Regions from separate parts of the Mus musculus genome. Here region 1 is linked to region 2. The links are chromatin contacts, called in public capture Hi-C maps. All regions are on one chromosome and are shown on one strand. The core of a region is the stretch at or near the end of the contact, and the rest is flanking DNA. Distances in the headings are between cores, read along the strand shown. Region 1 overlaps Urb1 (URB1 ribosome biogenesis 1 homolog (S. cerevisiae)). Region 2 has its middle 15 kb from the start of Scaf4.

Region 1 (2,867 bases), core at 99-2,598, 480 kb before region 2:
ATTTGATCCACTACCTCTGAGAGGCAGGCCAAGACTGATCACCCTTTATATACACGTGAAGAGAGCTTGCACCAGCAGTTAGCGATGGGACAAGGTTTAGTCAGTCTGTTTGCAGAGCTTATGTTCAGAATAGGGATTGCCACTTTCCTCTGTAAAGAGGCCATGGTCACCAACAGTCACCAGATGGTTTAGTTCAGTGCCACTCTGCCTGTGCCAGCCGTGTTGGTGTCCACCCTCTGGAGTGGATCCCAGCTGGATTCATCCTTTGTGGTACTTATTTAAACCTGGTTGCCAGGCTCTGGTCATAATCGTGACCTAGCTAGCCGCTATGGAGTGGGGTCCTAAGACCCAGCCTTTGTCCCACTGTCTCAGGTAATGCTGCTGCTACCCTGGTCCTCAGACCGTGCTTTGAGAACCACTGGGCTTCTGGACACAGTGTCTGAGCTCATTAGCTAAAGGAAGTCATGTGTGTGAGTCATGTATAGATTTAAATGGCAGTTTGGCAGTTATTAGGGAATAACTTGTTTGGAGCAGGACTGCTCTGGATCCTTTTCCTTTAACTATTCCCCCTCCCCAGTCCTTTGACAAGATATTGAGGGGTGGGCAGGTAGCTTGCAGCAGGCCTTTGCTTTAGGTGGGGTGCTTTTCTAGTTTGCAGCAAATCTTCCTGGTAACACAGTGATCAAACCCTATGTCTGAGGCAGTCAGCTCCTCACTGAAAGGTCTGTTTGTACCGAGTGCTAGGTACCTGTGCATTCTGTCAGCAGGTACACTTTAGGATAATCTCTGGCTGTCAGTGTTGGGATGGAGTTCCCTTGAGTACAGTGCCACACTGCCCTGCATGCTTAGTGTGAAATGCCCTTCATTACACATTACCACAGTTGTCAGCAGTGTGTGTAGCCTTTGCTTCTGAGGTCATTTCCTTCCCATCCTATCCTTTTGATCCCTCAGCCGCTGCAGGTGTCCAGCAGCTCAGGACCATGTACACTCCCGCCATCTTCCTGCTTCTCCACGCTGCTGCAAACAGCCTATGAAAGCCAGACACTTGGGGATAAGAGTGTTCAGGCACAGCTTCTCGCCGCTGTCCCAAGCCTGGCTCTGCAGCACATGCTGCGCTCAGCCAAGCAGGTACTGCTGTACCTCAAGAGCACCGTGGAGAACTTCAGCCAGGTTAGTGCCTTCCCTTCTCCTCCAGCCCCCCACATGCAGAGCATGTGCTCTTTTGAGTCTGCACCACGGGGAGGGACAGGAATCCGGATAATGCCACAAGGCAGACCCCAGTTCTAGGACCTGACTCTTAGCTCTGCAGTTCCCGTGCTGGGCCCCTCCTTGAACAGCTGTGCAGAGGCAGCAGCGCTCGTCTGTCGGGGTAGTGTGTGGACTCAGGACAAGGCCCTTCCTGTGGTGCCCGGCCATTGCAGCATGTCCAGGCTTGTCTTCCATGGATTGTGAGTCCAGCAGCTCACGTTTGAACTCGGCTGCTGTGCTTTTACACTTTCCTACATTAGGTTTCCTGGCTGATCCGGTCCTCTTATTAAATAAAAAAAGCCAGGGGGTGGTACACATTACCTTTAATTACTTTTAATCCCAGCACTCGGAAGACAGGCAGACTGATCTCTGTGAGTTCCAGGATAGCCAAGTTTACAAATAGAAACCCTGTCTTGAAAAATCAAAACCACCCTCCCCCCCCAAAAACAGCCTTCATACATTTATTTATTTACTATAGTGTTGTGTATTTATGTGCACATGCGTGCATGTGGAGGCCAGAGGCTGGCATGTAGGAGTCGATTTTCTTTCACAGTGTGGCTCCTGGGGACTGCACTCATCAAGCCTAGTGCCTTTACCTGCCAAGCCATCCTTCGCCTTACTTTAGCTGAGTTAACATTTGTATCTCACTGAGGTGTTAGGAAGACGAATTTGCCTTACCCCATGCCCCTGTGAGTAGTGAGGACATGTGAGTAGTGAGGACATGCCAAGTGCTCTCTTGGCTACAGCTTGGGCTAATCTGGGGAAGGACGGTGGGAAGGGAAGATGGATTGCCTTATAGTTGTGGAGGAAGCCCAATCTCCCATGTGAGAGGAACTTGGAAACTCTGCATCCAAGTCTTCCCTCGTTGGCCTTCCCCTCCAGTTTCCTGCTGTGATTCCACAGGGGCCTGGCAGTCACTACTCTGTGACTGGTCAGCCCTTCCTTGTCTGAGGGCCATGTGTTTCTTCCAGCTGGGCAGAAGTGTGGGCCCAGCTCTGCTTCAGTCCCTCCTGGGCCTCCTTAAGCAGCTGGTCATCCACGCTGAGCGGCTGGACGCCCAGAACCAGCAGAAGCTAGAGGCTGCCCGGGCCGAGTCGGATCTCTTTTTGGACATGGAGTCTGTGGCTTCCCTTGAGTTGGCTACTGACAAGGTATTCCCCTCCCCCACTCGGCCTGTCAGCCTTTTCCCACAAGCTTTCAGGTACTGGCTATTTCTGAGTTGTATGTTCACTGTAGGAAATAGAGAAATGTAGAAAACTACACCTGAGATGTTGCAAGCCATCTATTACCCGTGCCCAGGGAGAGCAGCTTAATTTGGGTTTTTTCTTTCCAATTAGTCCTTTATAGTCAAGCCAGCACTCAGCTCTTGTTTGTATCTATACCCTGAGCCTCCTGAGGACGTCCGAGTGAGGGTCAGGTAACTGTGTGCTGCTGACTGGGGCTCATGTCTGCTGCAGCAGCGCTCTCCTGTTGTAGTATGCCAGGTAACTCCCAGTGGGCTTGGAGAGAAGTAAGTTCTCATTTCAGTCTGACTGAAATAGGCTGCTTTCTCCCTTGACCTCCACATTGGTTTCTGGGAGATGGATCTCTGGGTTCTGTTTGGCAAAGCCTTGTTGGAA
Region 2 (3,214 bases), core at 683-3,182:
ACCACAGTAGCACTGTGGCCAAAAGCAAGTTAGGGAGAAAAGGGTCACACTTCATTCAAGGTAGGACTGTGGAGGCAAAGAACTGAGGCAGAGGCCTAGGAGGGGCGCTGCTTACTGGCTTGCTCCCCGTGGTCTGCTCAGCCTGCATTTTTTTTTAAGATTTATTTATTCAATTCGGGCATGGAAGCTGGGCGTGGTGGTGCACGCCTTTAATCCCAGCACTCGGGAGGCAAAGGCAGGCTGATTTCTGAGTTTGAGGCCAGCCTGGTCTACAGAGTGAGTTCCAGGACAGCCAGGGCTACACAGAGAAACCCTGTCTTAAAAATATATATATTGGGCTGGTGAGATGGCTCAGTGGGTAAGAGCACCCAACTGCTCTTCCGAAGGTCAGGAGTTCAAATCCCAGCAACCACATGGTGGCTCAGATCTGACTCCCTCTTCTGGAGTGTCTGAGGGCAGCTACAGTGTACTTACATATAATAAATAAATAAATCTTTAAAAAAAGAGGAAAAAATATATATATTTATTGTATGTATATGAGTACACCATTGATCTCTTCAGACACACCTGAAGAGGGCATCAGATCCCATTACAGATGGTCATGAGCCACCATGTGGTTGCTGGGAATTGCACTCAGGACCTCTGGAAAAGCAGTCGGTGCTCTTAACCACTGAGCCATCTCTCCAGCCACTCCCCCCCACAACCTGCATTCTTATGCAACTCAGGGCCACCTTCCCAGGAGTTGTACCCCCAACAGTGGGCTGGGGCCTCTCCCAAAATCATTACTACATAGAATGGACCCCAGACTTGCATACAAGCTAATCTGATAGAGGTATTTTTCTCAATGGAGGTTTCTGTTAAGTTTCAAATCCTAGGCTAATAGCTGAGGTGCCTATTTAACATATCAAAGCAGACCTGGGCTCCAGGTTCTCCCAGCATCCTTCAGTTCCTACCTATCACAGAGTCTGGCTGACTTATGCTCCCCTCTACCCCAACTCTCCAGACCAGGGGTTAAGCTGCCCATCCCCCAGGCTCTTCCCTCTGTAAATCAGACATTTTGGTTACCTGCCCCTGTTTTGTATCTTGGGCCTCCTGGCTGCCACACTTGGTTCTCCTCTCTCCCTTCCTCTCATGTTCCCCCTACATAGTTCAGGGTCATGACCTCTCTGGGTTCTCCCAGATGTGTCTGTCCCTGGCTAAGCTCTCCCACATCTCTATAATAAACTTTCACCTCTGCAATACCTAGAAACAGGCATGTCCTTTCCTTTCCTTTTCCTCTCTCTCTCTCTCTCTCTCTCTCTCTCTCTCTCTCTTCATCCAGTTCCCCCTTCCAAAATGACTCTAGCTTGTGTGGAGCTGACAAAAACAAAACAAGAACCTGACACTCATCAAATGAATGAGGTAATAATCGTGTAAATTGGTTAAATCAATAAAAAATAATTAGTAAAATTAGCATAATTGACCATGTACAGCCTATTACTACTCTTTGTTTCAGGATCTGTATTATAAGTCATTCTCTGGGGGAAAGAAAAGGCCCTGTTTCCTTAGTAACAGATTTTTGGGCATTCCCTTTACAGGTTAATGGTAAAGAGCTCACTCTTTCACTAAGGCAGGATGTAGCAGAGGCAGCTCCCGGGCTTCGGGTAACAGCTCATTAATGAAACGATTGCTAGAGAACAGGTTTCTAGGAAGTAGATTCAAGAGAAAAGAAGCCTTGGGGTTTACCCTTCCAGCGGGGGAGGGGGAGCCCTGACTGATTCTGATGATGGATGTGGGAAATGTCAGGTATTAAATCCTCCTCGGGCTGGGATGGAGATAATGTCACTTTGCAAAAGAAGTCAATGAAAATGTCACAGGTAGTAAGAACAGAATCTGTCGATCTGAAGGGTAGCGCCCACGTTAAAGATTTATGAACAGATGTCACGGCGTTATAAAGTGATAGGCGTTCCATGTAGGGGGGAGACAGACTCGTACAGTGTCAAGAATTATGGGAGAATCCTTGGATAATTTTAAGAAGATGCGTTAAAGACAAATTGCCTAAAATGATCTATCTTCACGCGGGCCCTAAGGAAAGCAATTCACTACAAGGAGGTGTGATGTAATAGAGGCAGCCAGAGGCTAATAGATCATCCTCACCCATAACATGCTGGATCACGGAAGACGCACAGAGATGCAGCCACACGCCAAATATTTACTCATTCTGTTTACGAGCCAGCTCTTGTCTTGTACCTCGAATTATCTCCCCAGGGGAAAAACGTGATAGGTTTTTAGCTGGATGGAAGAATAGGATGGATTCTTCCCACTTGACATTTTTATAAGTACATATTTAGAAAACAAAACCGTTCAGGGCTGAGTGGCCATCTTCAGGAATGAAACTGTATAAAAGCGGCCCAGTAGACGCCTGGGTCGAACTTGGAAACGTCGATACGCTGGAGGAGAGCCCAGCAAAAGACCTGGATCCTTTGTTCCCCAGAGGGGGGTGAGCCACTCTTCTTATGCAAAGGAGAGCCTAAGCCTTGTTTGAGGAGGGAAAGAAACCTCAGATACCAAAAACAGGCAGGCAGGTCCACGGCTTCTCAGAAGGCGCGGGCTGGGCCACTGCAACCTATAACTTGTAATGACGGATTTATCATAACCTTATCAGTGATGTGGTTAGCTGGGTGAGCAGTTCTGTTGGAATCATTTCAGCTTTAGTTATCCAATAGAAGTGAGAAAGAAATATGTATCGTGTTTGAGTGTTAAAAGTTTCCACTAGTTGGAGAAAGTGGCAAAGTATTTTCTCCTCTAGGTTCCTTAGCCTCACTGGCCATGGGTATTGGCTAGGTATTGTTGCCATCTCATCGAGGCTCCGTCCCACAGTTACCTGGCAATAGCCGGGTGTGCCTTACTGCTGCCTTCCTCTCCCCTCCCCTCCCCTCCCCTCCTCTCCTCTTCTCTTCTCCTCTTGCTCTTGTTCCCTTATCCTCTAACCCCTCTCTCCCCATCCCCCTCTCCCCTCCCCCTTTGTCTCCACATGCTCATGGCCGGCTCCTCCTCCTTGTCCCCCTCTCCCTCCTCCTCCTCCTCCTCCTCCTTCTTCCATTATGCGTGTGGCCGATCCCTCAGAGGGAAAGGATGCCTCAGCATGGATCCGCAGAGGCGCCCTCTTCCTCCACACCATACCGCTCCTCCGCCAAACATATTCCTGGTTTCTTTTTCTTTTCATTTTTTTTTT

The links. Capture Hi-C pulls out chosen DNA fragments and counts their contacts.
Region 1: a capture Hi-C map of embryonic stem cells shows a contact between it and region 2, with 3 times the contacts expected there. The contact joins two enhancer-like sites. A contact is called at or near these places in 11 of 39 promoter capture datasets (the 3T3-L1 cell line, 3T3-L1-derived adipocytes, the HPC-7 cell line and 7 more), 6 of 115 datasets of contacts at active chromatin or transcription factors (embryonic forebrain, epiblast stem cells, extraembryonic endoderm stem cells and 3 more) and 1 of 9 other capture datasets (embryonic stem cells).

Annotation. Positions count from the first base shown.
Region 1 is chr16:90,775,657-90,778,523 of GRCm38.p6, reverse strand. Urb1 (URB1 ribosome biogenesis 1 homolog (S. cerevisiae)) reads left to right here. Exons shown (of 39, transcript NM_029497.1): 20 at 952-1,170; 21 at 2,220-2,399. Among named protein-coding and RNA genes, the nearest start is that of Urb1, 33 kb to the left of the region's middle. Within about 2 kb of position 1,348, at least 11 of the 459 cell types and tissues checked have an H3K27ac peak or open chromatin away from gene starts, as enhancers often do. A contact at or near this core is called in embryonic stem cells, where this site is marked.
Region 2 is chr16:90,297,504-90,300,717 of GRCm38.p6, reverse strand. No RefSeq gene overlaps it. Among named protein-coding and RNA genes, the nearest start is that of Scaf4, 15 kb to the right of the region's middle. Within about 2 kb of position 1,932, at least 22 of the 459 cell types and tissues checked have an H3K27ac peak or open chromatin away from gene starts, as enhancers often do. A contact at or near this core is called in embryonic stem cells, where this site is marked.